Regions from separate parts of the Mus musculus genome. Here region 1 is linked to region 2. Evidence: chromatin contacts called from public Hi-C data. All regions are on one chromosome and are shown on one strand. Each heading gives the region's core, a stretch centred on a gene start, on an enhancer-like site or on the middle of the called end of the contact. The rest is flanking DNA. Distances are from core to core; before and after follow the strand shown. Region 1 overlaps Gm36233 (a long non-coding RNA gene). Region 2 holds the start of Prdm2 (PR domain containing 2, with ZNF domain).

Region 1 (2,747 bases), core at 126-2,625, 2.0 Mb before region 2:
TAGCAACTGACCCACATACTTGCAACAAATGATGGAAGAATGGAGTGCTTGTTTGGCAGTATAAGAAAGGCAGGCAGACAGAAATTGGGTAAAAATTGGAAATAAAATTGGGTCTTTACACCATATATATTGCATGTACTTCAGATCTTTGATTGGCCCAGCTAGAATTATTAAGCCAACAAACAGAAAAGAAAAACAAAAGCATCTTCATGACCTCCATGTAAGGAAGGTCCTTTCAACTATGATCTAATGGAGAATATTGATGGATTTTTGTTACATTAAAATTAAGGAATTGGTTTTTTTGTTTTGTTTTGTTTGTTTTTATTTTTGTTTTTGTTTTTTCGCCTGGCCATGGTGGTGCAAGCGTTTAACCCTAGCACTCAGGAGTCAGAGGCAGGTAGCTCTTTGAGTTGGAGGCCAGCGAGGTCCACAGAGCGAGTTCTAGGACAGTCAGGGCTACACAAGGAAACCCTGTCTCAAAAAACAACACACACACACACAAAATGCACAAAATAAAACACACACACACACATGCATGTATACACACACACACACAAAATGCACAAAATAAAACACACACACACACACATGCATGTATACACACACACACACAAAATGCACAAAATAAAACACACGCACACATGCATGTATACACACACACACACACCAACAATCGACTTTTTTTTTTTTTTTTTTTGGTTTTTTGAGACATGATTTCTCTGTCTACCTCTGGCTGTCCTGGAACTCACTTTGTATTTGTAGACCAGTCAACCAGGGACTTTTTAAATAGACCTTTAAAAATGTTTTTTAAAATTACATGTATGTATGTATGTATGTATGTATGTATGTATGTATGTATGTATGATTTAGACTGGTGTATGTGTTGGGGTGGGGAGTAAGGAGACATGTACATGAACAACTTTCAGGAGTTTTAGAATCACAGTCTTTCCACACCGTGATTCCTGGCGATCCAATTTAGACTGTGAGGCTTAGTGGCACAAACCTTTTACTTCTGGAGCGGTCCAATTAAGGAATGTTTAAACAATGAGGGGAAAGCCCGAATAAAGACAGCAACCATATACCAGAATGGAGGAGGTCTTTATGATATCTGAAAAATGACGAGGGATAAATATCTAGAAGATACAAAGAATTAGAGCAGCTCTACAAGAAGACAGGAAATAATAACGATCGGATGAAAGGATGTTGAAAAGCAGTTCACAGAAGGGGAAACCCGAATGACTCAGCAGCAGCGAAGAGGTGCTTAGACCCACGAACTTCAGAGAAATGCAAATGAGGTACCAGCCGGTTCCACTCCACACCCACCGCACTGGCCCGAGTCAGAAAGCTGGCTAGTGGGGAGTTCAGGGGAAAACGTGCCAAAATAGGAACTCTCTGGCCCTGCTGGTAGGGTGTGACTGCGTGGGCGGCACAGAGGAATCGGGCAGTGTTAGGGAAATAAATACACATGTACCCAGTAGCTTGTGATCCACAGCCTACTCCTGAGACACTGAAACACCCATAAGCCACACCTGATTTACTTACAAGAACGTATAGATTGCAGCAGTAAGGATCCTATTTGGGGTGGGATGGGGAACAGGGTTTGAGAGAAAATAGACTTGGGGGGAGTGCATATTTAACATATTTACCATAGCTCAGTGGTAGAGTGCATATTTAACATGGAGGAGCCTGGAGCTCAAGTTAAACACACAGAGAGGCAGAGAGAGTCAAAAAGAGAAATAGGGGAGAGAGGGTAGGAAGAGCATTGCTTGGCAAGACCCAAATAATACAATTCATTCTACCCTCTAGACCTGAGATTCAATGAGCAAGTGATCAAGAGAATATGAAAGAAATTGTGCTCAGACCAGCCACAGATTTAGGAACACAAGAAAACACACCAGAGGGCAGTGAGGCCATTTATAGAGTAAGGCAGGGAAACTGAGGCCAGAATCGATAGTATGTAAGGGTGGGGGTAGCCATTGCTTGTCTTAGAGTCTGTACCTGGAAACCTATGGCCCACGGATGGGACCACCATCTCCCTGTGTCCCTCGTAGACAGAGGGAGAGACAAGCAAGATGTGGAGGGGCAGAGGGCATAGGTGGTTTGTAGAGACCCAGAAAAGATGGGGAGAAAGAAATGGGTGTGGAGTTAGAGGAGTGAGGGCAGGAAGGCTGGTCCTGGGAAGGGCTGTCTTAGAAGTCAGGTGAGAGAGGCCAGGCTGGAGAGGGGAGCCAGGAAGTGATGCAGAATTGAGAGCATTCTGGAGTGATGCAGAATTGATAAAGGAGGGAGAGCTGGAGGTGTGACTCAGGTCCTTTCCTTGAGTTTACAGAGCCTGGGTCTAGTCCAAGCACCAGAAAAATAAATGAATGAATGAATGAATGAATGAATGAATGAATGAATGAATGAATGAATGAATAGATAAATAAATAGAGAGACAGAGACAGAGAGAGAGTGGAGATATAACTTAGTGATATCAGGCATGCCAGCACTCATGTAGTCCTGGCTCCCATCCCTAACATGGTATGAATGGACACCTGGTAAGCACCTATAATCCCAGCACCAAGGAGCGGAGGCAGAAGCATGGGATTCCAAGGTCATCCTTAGCTATACAATAAGCTTCAGGCCAGCCTGGGCTGCATAAGACATTGTCCCAAAAAGGAAGCTTAAAGACTGGAGAAATGGCTTAGCCGTTAAGAGTGCTGGCTGCTCTTCCAGAGGTCCTGAGTTCAATTTGTTCAATTCCCAGC
Region 2 (2,879 bases), core at 364-2,863:
CTCTACATTTGCAGGAGATTAAATTTCTGTTGTTTTAAGACATCAAATCTGAAACCGTTGCCCCAGGGGAAAAAGGCATTGTCATATCAGATTAAAGACAGGAAGAACAGCCACTGCCTTCTTGGCATGGTGTTCTCTGGTTTTACCATGTCATGTTTTGATTTGACAAAAATCAAAATCCCCTATATTTCCTTTTGCATTCTATTGGATGCCAGGGGGTAAGTAGATTTTCTTTTAAAATGATGGCTATGGCAGTTTGGTGGTAGATGAGGTGGTGGTCTCCCTTTTGCTCCCACGCTACCTCAGATGATTTTTGATGCATATACTTAGTAAGGTGTTAATCAAATAAAGAGTGCAAATTCCAGTGGCAGCCTGTACCATAATAGTGTATATTCTAGTGACAAGTTTGCATGTCTCTCTTAGGTTTGTAAACTCTTGACTAGTGAGAGACATAAGCAAACATTTGAGGTTTTATTTCCTCTCTCCACGGGCTCTGTGGTGATCCAGACCTTGACAACACTTGACATTGTCCTCACCTGTCAACAGTACTGATGAGATAATCACCATGTCACCAATCCTTTACAGAGTATACCACAATCCACGTTGATTGACGTACTTTCTAAACAACAGGTACATTTGATGAGCTTGTCTGGTCTTTCCAAAGTTTTGGAGGCACATTTGAACATAATACATTATCTATTTTTCAGATCCTTTTCTCAGAGGACTAATACGGCCCACTACACTTAGATTTTTTTTTTTTTTCCTTTCTTCTCAGAGGATAGCTTTATCTTGAAGTACTCATGGCTCTGGGTACCATCTAGATGTGACAAGTAACTTTCATCTCTCTACAACTTCAGATTGATTGGCAACTATGTTCCCGTCAAACCTCTTTTCTGGGATGTCAGAAGTGGTCTCCAGTTCAATCCAATCCATCTCCAGCTCACTTGTTTGTAAATAGTGGTGCAGTTCCCAAGGGCAAGATGAAGGCCATGCTGGGTACCACAGAGCCTTGGCACTGACCTAGGCCCATAGCTGGCAGTTAGCAAATGCCTCCTGGTAAGGGATGAATACAGCCGCTCAGTTGCATCTGCTTTGCTGAAGTTTCGGGTTTGTGTGTGTGTGGCTATATTGGTCCTTTGCACACCATTTAAACGGTCTATTTGCCTGGCAGTGGTCTAGTGAGTGGCCTTCAGAGTGGATTCTGCTCTTGTTTTTCTTGAAACAAGGTCTAAGGGTGTGGTCCTGCCTTCCTGGAATTCACTATGTAGCTCTGGCTGCTTCTGCCTCGAGTTTGGGGATTAAAGTGTGCGCCACCACGCCAGTCAGTCGCGGTCGTCTGAAGTAGGGTGGCTTCTCTGACCAACTCTTGAGTTTCTCAGCCCTAACTCTATAGTGGTCAGGCTGGCCCGGCCATGGCGACGCGGGCTTCCCTTCGAGGTAATAACGCTCTGGGGCGAGCGGCGAGTCCGTGATTGACAGAGAGGGCGACACAGTCCGCCGGGGTCACGCCTGACCGTCGTGTTGAGCTCCTCGGGGTCGCAGGCCACGAGCTACGCGCGGGGTCGGGGTCGGGGTCGGGGGTTGTGGGCGCCGTGCCGACGTCACTTCCGGCCGGAGCCAAGATGGCGGCGGCGCGGCCGCGGGCGCCAGAGCGACGGCGGCGGCTGCGGCTCTGGGCTCGCTGAAGCGTTGGCACGTCGCGCTCTGGTGAGGAGCGGCGGAGCCGGGGAGGGCGGGCGGGCCTCGGGGGAATGTCCCTTGGTGTCAGTGAGGAGTGTGGCCACCGCGGCGGGGGCGACCGGGCCGGGCGCTAAGGGGATTGCGGGGCGGGCTGACGCGCCCCCTTCGAGCTTCCTCCGAACGGCCGGGAACCGGTGGCTGGCGCTGGCGCCGACGCGAGGCGGCGCGAAGGCTCCCGCTCCGCGGCTCTTAAGTCCCCGCGGCCAAGTTTCGGGTCCGTTTGGTGACGGCGCGGCGGACTCGGGGTGCGCGGCTGCGGGGTCGGCGGGGAGCGCACGTGGGCCCCGGGCGGTCCCCATCCGCAGGGCTGCGCTGATCTCTGCTCTTTTGTGTCCCGGGTTGAATGTGCGAGCGCATCTGCAATCCTCGAGTTGGTTCTGTGCCTCGAGCCTTTGTGTTTTTCACCCCCGTATAGTTTCCGTGTGCTATAAACCTGCCAGTGGGCTCCTCGAGTGTCCCCCATCGACCCACTGGTGCATACGTGCATGTGTCACAGGTGTGCGCTAGCATACATAGGACTGGTTTGCGTTCGTCAAAAGATCCATCTACTATGTCTCCGAGGGTGACGAGCGAGACACGAAATAGACCTTAACAGGTCAGTGTTCTTCCACGATCCACGCGTGAAGCACCGGCCAATGGCCTAGCACTTACCGTTAGGTCGGGCCTCGAGCTGGGGAAACAATCCCACAGATCGCCGGGAAGCCCCGTTGCCTCTTACTACCCAGCTGGAATTTACACCTAGAGAAATGGGGTTTCCCTTCACCCCCCGCATTTCATGTATTGAGGATTTGGGTGTATTTGACACGTGAACTGCCTTTTGCCAAGTTCCAGTGCCTTGCCCTTAGGACCCTTTAATGAAACACGGGAATGTTTGTTTCTAGTACACAGTGTCCCCAGAACATGACTAAAATTGTATCTCAAAGTTTTTTTGTTTACTTCGAGGTTATTCTTTAAAGTAATATATACAGCAAAGACAACCTCCCAATGGTTTTTTGTTTGTTTTTTGGTTTTTGTTTTTCTTTTACCTACAATAGCACAGACTACAGTTGGATCATTCTGCCCACGATGATATTGGAAAAGAGGTTTTAGGATATTAAGAGGAGGAACTGAGAGACATTATTCTGTTGTTTTCCTGTTCT

The links. Hi-C and Micro-C count contacts between places; a contact is called where the count stands out from the background.
Region 1: a Hi-C map of B cells shows a contact between it and region 2, with 5 read pairs. The contact joins the enhancer-like site here to the promoter of Prdm2 in region 2. A contact is called at or near these places in 1 of 39 promoter capture datasets (pre-B cells), 1 of 484 Hi-C or Micro-C datasets (B cells), 1 of 115 datasets of contacts at active chromatin or transcription factors (bone marrow-derived dendritic cells) and 1 of 9 other capture datasets (liver).

What each region holds. Positions count from the first base shown.
Region 1 is chr4:145,253,184-145,255,930 of GRCm38.p6, reverse strand. All of the region lies in intron 2 of Gm36233 (a long non-coding RNA gene), which reads left to right. Among named protein-coding and RNA genes, the nearest start is that of Tnfrsf1b, 7.7 kb to the right of the region's middle. Within about 2 kb of position 1,375, at least 139 of the 459 cell types and tissues checked have an H3K27ac peak or open chromatin away from gene starts, as enhancers often do. A contact at or near this core is called in B cells and pre-B cells, where this site is marked.
Region 2 is chr4:143,211,443-143,214,321 of GRCm38.p6, reverse strand. Prdm2 (PR domain containing 2, with ZNF domain) reads left to right here and starts at 1,613. Exons shown (of 10, transcript NM_001081355.3): 1 at 1,613-1,707.